Linked DNA regions of Pan troglodytes: region 1 is linked to region 2. The links are chromatin contacts, called in public HiChIP or PLAC-seq maps. All regions are on one chromosome and are shown on one strand. The core of a region is the stretch at or near the end of the contact, and the rest is flanking DNA. Distances in the headings are between cores, read along the strand shown. Region 1 holds the start of DAPK3 (death associated protein kinase 3). Region 2 holds the start of APBA3 (amyloid beta precursor protein binding family A member 3).

Region 1 (4,177 bases), core at 984-3,483, 210 kb before region 2:
CGCCTATCACCATGTCTGTGTAATTTTTGTATATTTAGGTGAGATGGGGTTTCACCATGTTGGCCAGGCTGGTCTCAAGCTCTTGACTGTAAGAGGTCAGCCCGCCTCAGCCTCCCAAAGTGCTGGGGTTGCAGGTGTGAGCCACCATACCGGGTCCTATTTTTTAGTAGTGCAAACGTTAAGATGGTATGTGGAAGCTGAATTTTTTTTTTTTTTGAGACAGAGTCTTTGCTCTGTCACCCAGGCTGGAGTGCAGTGGCTCAATCTTGGCTCACTGCAAGCTCCGCCTCCTGGGTTCACGCCATTCTCCTGCCTCAGCCTCCCAAGTAGCCGGGACTACAGGCACCCGCCACCACGCCCGACTAATTTTTTGTATTTATTAGTAGAGACAGGGTTTCACCGTGTTAGCCAGGATGGTCTTGATCTCCTGACCTCGTGATCTGCCCACCGTGGCCTCCCAAAATGCTGGAATTACAGGCGTTAGCCACCATGCCCTGCCACTTTTTTTTCTTTGAGACGGAGTCTCCCTCCGTCACTCCGGCTGTAGTATAGTGGCATGATCTCGGCTCGCTGCAACCTCCACCAATTCTCCTGCGCCAGCCTCCCGAGTAGCTGGGATTACAGGCATGTGCCACCAGGCCTGGCTAACTTTTGTATTTTTAGTACAGACAGGGTTTCACCATGTTGGGCAGGCTGGTCTCAAACTCCTACCTCAAGTGATCTGCCCGCCTTGGCTGCCCAAGCTGTTGGGATTACGGGCGTGAGTCACCACACCTGGCCAACCCATTGTACGTTGAAAATGTAAATAAAAAATATAAAGGCCGGCTTGTGGCTCACGTCTGTAATGAGAGGCCGAGGCCGGCGGATCACAGATATTGAGACCATCCTGGCCAACATGGTGAAACCCTGCGTCTACTAAAAATACAAAAATCAGCTGGGAGTGGTGGCGTGCACCTGTAGTCCCAGCTACTCGGGAGGCTGAGGCAGGAGAATCGCTTGAACCCAGGAGGCAGAGATTGCAGCGAGCCCAGATCTCACCACTGCGCTCCAGCCTGGACGATAGAAGGAGACTGTCTCAAAAAAAAAAAAAAAAAAAAGGCTGGGCAAGGTGGCTCATGCCTGTAATTCCTGCACTTTGGGAGGCCGAGGCGGGCGGATCAGGAGGTCAGGAGATCGAGACCATCCTGGCTAACACGGTGAAACCCTGTCTCTACTAATAAATACAAAAAATTAGCTGGGCGTGGTGACGGGCGCCTGTAGTCCCAGCTATTCGGGAGGCTGAGGCAGGAGAATGGCGTGAACCTGGGAGGTGGAGCTTGCAGTGAGCCGAGATTGTGCCAGTGTACTCCAGCCTGGGTGACAGAGCGAGACTCCGTCTCAAAATAATAAATGAATTTAGGCCAGGCGCAATGGCTCACGCCTGTAATCCCAGCACTTTGGAAAGCTGAGGTGCCGGATCACCTGAGCTTAGGAGTTCGAGACCAGCCTGGGCAACATGGTGAAACCCCGTCTCTACTAAAAATACAAAAATTAGCCGGGCGTGGTGATGGGCACCTGTAATCCCAGCTACTTGGGAGGCTGAGGCACGAGAATCGTTTGAACCCGGGAGGTGGAGGTTGCAGTGAGCTGGATACCGCCGCTGCACTCCTGCCTGGGTGACAGAGTGAGACCCTGTCTCAAAAAATAAAATTAAAAAAAAACAAACCTGATACCTCCCAGTGTTGTCAGTTGGCACATACTATGTCTCAATAAAATGCTTGCTGTTATCCTCTATTTTGAGACGAAGAGGGACCCTGTGAATGACAACCCCAGATTGACCTCATTTGCATTTTAAGTATTTAGAATGTGGGTAACAATTTTCAGTGGAGGAAACTGCCACATAGGGACTAAAGCAGTCCCAGGGTCCACTCCAGGAGCTGCCATGCGCGCTCAGCCACAGGTGAGCCATCCACTCGCCCAACCGGTGCTCCAGGAAGGCAGGAAGCGGGATGCAGGGCTTCAGCCTCGCTTCTCGCAGCTTCAGCACCAGGGTCAGAGGAGAGGCGGGCGGGGCGATGAAGGGACCGGAAGTCGGCCTTTTTTCCGTCCGCTTGACCAGCGTCGACTGCAGCCAATGAAATTAGGGATGGCGAGTGTTCAGCCAATGGTGAGGCTGCATCCGGGTGTGGGTGCCGAAAAGGCAGCTGGGGGCGGGACGTCGAGGTGCGGCACGAGCGGCGGGCGGACCGGCCAATAGGCGGCGGGGTTCGTTTCCCGGGGGTGGGCACTGGCGGGCGCGGTGACGTCGGCGCAGGCGCGTCGCGGCGGCAGGGGCGCGGGGCTTCTGGAGGAGGCGGCGTTGGCCAGCGCGGCGGCGCCGGCCGTAGGCTCCGGGCTGCGGAGGGTAAAGAGCGGGCTCGGGCCGAGGCTGGAGGGCTGGGTGGGGCCAGGGCGGCGCTTCGGGGGCCCGCGGAGGACGAGGGAGGGAGAGAATCTGAGGAGCTGGTAGGTTTGGGGACCCATCTGGGTGACCGGGCCGGGGAAAGGGCTCGGCCGGGCGTGCGAGGGGCGTAGCGGCCCCAGGGATGCTGGAGCGGAGCCTTAGGGATGGGCAAGGCCTTGGGGGCGGGGGGAGGTTCTGCAAAGGGAGCCACTGGGGTCTGCCTAGGGGCTTGTGCGGAGATTGCGGGCGAGAAGGGGCAGAGGACGGTGGAGGAGACTCAGATGGGGCCCTTTTTGGAGGCCCGTTTTGGGGGGTAGGGGAGACGGCGGTTGGGGGACTTTGATACATGGAGCGTGGAGGAAGAGGTTAATCTTGCGAGGACAGTGGAGGTCAGCGGGGGAGGGAGGCAAAGTGGGCTTTCAGGAGCGTGGAAGGCGTCGTCCGGTTCCTGGAAAATTCAGAATTGGAGGGAGTCAGAGATGGTTGGGGGTGGGCGGGGGTGTTCCATCGATGAGGGTCTTAAGAGACCTGCCGAGGGCAAGGACCAGCAGGGGTTAAGGTAGTAACTTGGGAATTTTGATCGGCATGGCAGCACTTTGGGAGGCCTGGGACGATCGCTTGAGCCTTGGAGTTCCAGGCTGCAGTGAGCCATGATTGCACCACTGCACTCCAGCCAGGGCGACAGAGCGAGACTCCTTCTCAAAACAACAACAACAACAACAACAAAAGAAGTAGACTTGAGAACTTCGTTAAGACATTGGCCAGGGAGTAAGGTAGCCCTGGGATTTGAGGTTGAGGAGAACGTGCAGGGATGGTGGGGGATTTTGGCTGAGCAGGTTGAGAGAAGTCTAGGAGTGAGAGGCAAAAAAAGACGCAGGCAGCGTCAGGGAAATCAGAATTATGTGTCTGGAGAGAGTTTTGCGGGGTAAAGGTGGCTCAGTGGGGCTGTTACCAACCTTTTGAGTGGTTATGGGGCTCTAAGAGGTGACATGACAGGACCCAGCCCAGTAAACACAGCACCTCTTTTTGTCGAGTTTGGAGCTTCAGAGTGGAGAGGTGGGAGGCTTGTGTTTGCTGGACAGGTCTGTCCATTAATCTAGGAGAAAAGGGTGGTGTCTCATTTCCTCACTTCTGTCTTTCCCTGTCTTCTCCAGGGTTGCCATTAGGGGACTCCTGAGGTCCTATCTCCAGGCTGCGGTGACTGCACTTTCCCTGGAGTGGAAGCTGCTGGAAGGCGGACCGGCCGCCATGTCCACGTTCAGGCAGGAGGACGTGGAGGACCATTATGAGATGGGGGAGGAGCTGGGCAGGTGAGCTGTCTGCCCGCACGGCTGGGCTCCAGGGATAGGAGAGAGGCGCTGTGGGGTTTTCTGAACAGCACCTCTCCTTTCCTGTTCTTTATCCTGTATGCCGAGAAGGAATGAGTCAGTATCATGCGGTGGGGGAACGAATTTGGGCCGTGGAGTCAGACAGCCCCGGCTGTGAATTCCTGCTTGGGAATCCTCTGTGTGTTTCCTGTGGGGAGAAAAGTAATTGAGCCGTTACAGCAGCCAAGACCGTGCCTGGCATGGGGCACCAGAGCAACAGATGCCAGCTGCTTTTGTTATTAAAAGATCTGTCTTCTGCCTGGGCAACATAGCAAGACTCCATCTCTACAAAAAATAAAAATGAAAAAAAATTAACCAGGTGTGGTAGCTCATGCCTGTAGTCCCAGCTACTAGGGAAGCTGAGACGGGAGGATGGCTTGAGCCCAGG
Region 2 (4,237 bases), core at 903-3,402:
CTACACTCAAAAGTTTTTTTTTTTTTTTTGAGATGGAGTCTCGCTCTGTTGCCCAGGTGGAGTGCAGTGGCACAGTCTCAGCTCACTGCAAGCTCCGCCTCCCGGGTTCAAGCCATTCTCCTGCCTCAGCCTCCCCAGTGGCTGGGACTACAGGTGCCCACCACCACGCCTGGCTAATTTTTTTGCAGTTTTAGTAGAGATGGGGTTTCACCATGTTAGCCAGGATGGTCTCGATCTCCTGACCTCGTGATCTGCCCACCTTGGCCTCCCAAAGTGTTGGGATTACAGGCGTGAGCCACCATGCCCGGCCACTCAAAACTTTTTTTTAAAGACAGGGTCTCAGCCAGGCATAGTGGCTCATGCCTGTAATCCCAGCACTCTGGGAGGCCGAGGTGGGCAGATCACCTGAGGTCAGGTGAGTTTAAGACCAGCCTGGCCAACATGGTGAAAACTTGTCTCTACTAAAAATACAAAAAAAAAAAAAAAATTAGCTGGGCATGGTGGCGTATGCCTGTGATCCCAGCTACTCGGGAGGCTGAGGCAGGAGAATCACGTGAACCCGGGAGGCGGAGGTTGCAGTGAGCCGAGATCGCATCGCTGCACTCCAGCCTAGGTTACAGAGCAAGATTCCATCTCAAAAAAATAAAAAATCTAAAAAATTAAAAAATAAAGACAGCCCGGCCGGGCGCGGTGGCTCATGCCTGTAATCCCAGCTCTTTGGGAGGCCAAGGCGGGCGGATCACGAGGTCAGGAGGTTGAGACCATCCTGGCTAACATGGTGAAATTCCGTCTCTACTAAAAATACAAAAAAATTAGCCGGGCATGGTGGTGGGCACCTGTGGTCCCAGCTACTTGAGAGGCTGAGGCAGGAGAATGGCGTGAACCCAGGAGGCGGAGCTTGCAGTGAGCCAAGATTGCGCCACTGCACACTCCAGCCTGGGCGACAGAGCGAGACTCCGTCTGAAGAAAATAAAAAAATAAAAAATAAAAGCCCAGGCTGGAGGGCAGGGGCGCAATCATGGCTCACTGCAGCCTCAAACTCCCAGGCTCAAGTGATCCTTCTGCCTCAGCCTCCCAAGTAGCTGAGATCACAGTTGTGAGCCACCATGCCCCGCTTATTTTTATTTTTATTTATTTATTTATTTATTTTGAGACAGAGTCTCACTGTGTCGCCCAGGCTGGAGTGCAGTGGCGTGATCTCGGCTCACTGCAACCTCTGCCTCCTGGGTTCAAGCAGTTCTCCTGCCTCAGCCTCCTGAGTAGCTGGGATTACAGACATGTGCCACCACGCCCCACTAATTTTTGTATTTTTAGTAGAGCTAGGGTTTCACCATGTTGGTCAGGCTGATCTGGAATTCCTGACCTTGTGATCCACCTGCATCAGCCTCCCAAAGTGCTGGGATTACAGGCGTGAGCTACCGTGCCAGGCAATTTTTTTTTTTTTTTTATACAAACAGGGTCCTGCTATGTTGCCCAGGCTGGTCTCGAACTCCTGGGTTCAAGCAATCGATCCTCCCTCCTTGGCTTCCCAAAGTGCCGGGAATAAAGGTGTGAGCCATCGTGCCTGGCCTCGAAATCACTTTAAGTGGGATTTGGACACAGCATTAAGTAACTTTAAGTGGGATTTGGACATAGCATTAAGTAACACCGATGCTTGGAATGACCAAGTCATTCAAGTTATATTTTGTCTGCTATGTGTCTGTCTTTAAGGCCGAACATTGGACAATTTCCCCCTTTCAACAAAGGAGATGAGGCAAGGCTGTATCCAGCTAAACCTTAATAACCTTGTTTTGTTCTTGCTGAAGTGGCCAATTAAACGGGCTCCATAATTTCTTTGAATGTTTGGTAACGTCTTGGCCAAGGTTACCCAGCGATTTGGAGGCAGGCAGAGAAACAGAACTGGAACCCAAGTTCACGACCTCCCCAGACTCCCTTCAAATCCCTTCCAACCCGCGCCTGCGCAGTGAAACGCGTGGGCTCCACGTAACCACATCCTCCTCCCAGGCCGCTCCGCCCCAAGCTGGCGCCTGCGCCCTGGGTCCAATCGCTACAGTATCTCCGAGCCAGACGCCCGAGCTCCAAGCGGCGCTGGGTCCCTCAAACTGCGCCTGCGCATACAGCCTGGCATCCGCCTCTCTGCGCTTGCGCATCAGTTCTAGCACCACCTCCCCAACCACCGCCTGCGCACTGTCAATTCCTCAGTGCACCCACCGTCCCCATTTGGTTCCTCTTAACCCAGCTCACCTGGCTTCTTGGCATAATCCCGGGCCAGGAGTCTTCCGGAAGTGGCGGGGTTTAGGAGCTCCCAGGCCCCCCAGCCGGCCCACGTCCGGGTAGCCCCGAAAAGGCGTTTGGTCGCCATGACGTATTGCGGGCAGCTTGCAAGTGCACGTTTCCGGAAGACGTCAGTGGCCCAAGGGTGTTTGGGAGTTGTAGGCCCCGTGGAAGTGTAGGCCCTGTGGAGGTGTCTGGGAAATGCGGTCTCCCAAGCTTTCATAATCTATGGTGATTTCTTCAGACTTTTGTAGACATACACAGTTACTATAGGAGGAGGCGTTCAAGGGATATTTCATTGACTTCTTGCCCTTCTTCAATTACATAACATTTACTAAAAATATCACACTTTATATGTTCCTGATTCCATCCAATGAGTAATTATTCAAAGCTTTAAAGTTAAAAAAAGAAGATTAACAATGAGTCTAATATACTCCAGTAGGGCTGGAGTCTAATCACTGTTAATTTTTATAACATTATATTTTTAACATTATATATAACATATATAATACATATATAGTATGTTTTATATATAATATATAAATTAATAACATATATTTTATATATTCTTTTCCAGCTCTACTCCTGCTAAATCCTTAACCCGCTTGATCTAATTTAATCCTCACAATTAAGAGGTAGGTACTATTTTTTCCCCAGCTTATAATGAGGAAACTGAGTTCTCAGGGAGGTAAAGTTCCCAGGCCGACCCCAAATCCATGGTGCACCTATGTGTCTCCCTACTGTGAGCGAAACCGGAAGTCCGTCTTTAACAGGGTCTCCACGACGCTTCCGGTGCCTCAAGGTCCCAAGGAAACCACCTCTCACACTTCTTTAATATTTCCCAACCCCACTTCTCCCCATCTGCCATCCTTTGGAATAATGAACACAGCCCCCAGAGCCAGGCAGTGATTATTAACCCTATTTTGCAGGAGAACAAACAGGTCCTGGCGCCAGCCGAGGCAGTCTGCGGGCCGGGAAGTCTGGGATTCGAACTCCCCTCCAACACCTGCAGTTGTCCCAGCGCCCCCGCGTGGCGAGGCTGGGTGGGAGAACTACATTTCCCAGCAGGCCTCGCGAGGCCGCGCATGCTCAGTGGGCCAGGGCGCTGCGCGGATAGAGGAGCAGGCGCCGGGACCGGGAATCCCCGAGCTGCGCCTTCTGGGGGCCCGGCCCGGGCTATGTCGGGGCCGTCCGTGGGGAGCGGGGTCCTGGAGGCTGCGCGGGGCTGAGGCGGCCTCGATTTGGGAAGTGAGTGTCCTCGAGGTGCAGAGCGCGGTCTGAATCGGCGCTTGAGGTCTTCGGTCTGAGGGCGGACTAGGGTCTGGGCTTGGGGCTGGGTCCTGAAGTCGGGGTCTGAGTCTGGAGTCGATCTTGGGGTAGCATTGGAGATTTGGAGACTGGGGTCCGCCTTATGGCGTCTTGGGTCTCTGGTATTAAGTCCAGGGTCCTGGGTCTAAAGTTCTGGATGGAGGTATTGGGGGTTGAGGTCATGGGACTGGGGTCTTGGGTCTGGGGTCTTGGGGACCTGCCTCTGACCAGTCGGTAGAGTCAGGGTGTGAGGTCTGGGTCTCCAGCCTGGGTTCCGCGTCTCGAGGGAGGAGGACCTGGAAGAACCAGGGCTGGAGTGCACAGACTCCATTAGTTGAGAGAGGTCTGGGATGACACAGGGGCTCGGGAAGCCACTGCCTCACACCTCCCCATTCTGTGCCTCAGTTTCTTCATCTGTAAAATGGGAATCCTAACTTCCTCGCTAGGGTTAGTGGGGATTAAATTATGTGCCCTGTATGAACAGTACCCAGCTAGAGCCTAGCACCGGATAGGCACCCGGGAAACCTCAAGTTTTTTGTTTTTCGGGTTTGTTTGTTTTTTGTTTTTTGTTTTTTACGACAGGGCCTCACTCTGTCACCCAGGCTGGAGTGCAGTGGCACAATCAAGGCTCACTGCAGCCTCTGCCTCCCCTGGC

What was found. HiChIP or PLAC-seq counts read pairs in DNA pulled down with a chosen protein or histone mark.
Region 1: a contact with region 2 is called in an H3K4me3 HiChIP or PLAC-seq map of stem cell-derived excitatory neurons, with 3 times the contacts expected there. The contact joins the promoter of DAPK3 here to the promoter of APBA3 in region 2. A contact is called at or near these places in 1 of 7 Hi-C or Micro-C datasets (stem cell-derived neural progenitor cells) and 1 of 1 datasets of contacts at active chromatin or transcription factors (stem cell-derived excitatory neurons).

Annotation. Positions count from the first base shown.
Region 1 is chr20:6,315,788-6,319,964 of NHGRI_mPanTro3-v2.0_pri, reverse strand. DAPK3 (death associated protein kinase 3) reads left to right here and starts at 2,233. Exons shown (of 9, transcript NM_001246574.1): 1 at 2,233-2,383; 2 at 3,577-3,732. The coding sequence starts at 3,671.
Region 2 is chr20:6,104,057-6,108,293 of NHGRI_mPanTro3-v2.0_pri, reverse strand. It overlaps APBA3 (amyloid beta precursor protein binding family A member 3), which reads left to right and starts at 2,152. Exons shown (of 12, transcript XM_009434369.5): 1 at 2,152-2,505; 2 at 2,852-2,909; 3 at 3,204-3,522. It overlaps MRPL54 (mitochondrial ribosomal protein L54), which reads right to left and starts at 3,304. Exons shown (of 4, transcript XM_063800463.1): 1 at 3,192-3,304; 2 at 2,245-2,665. The coding sequence starts at 2,497.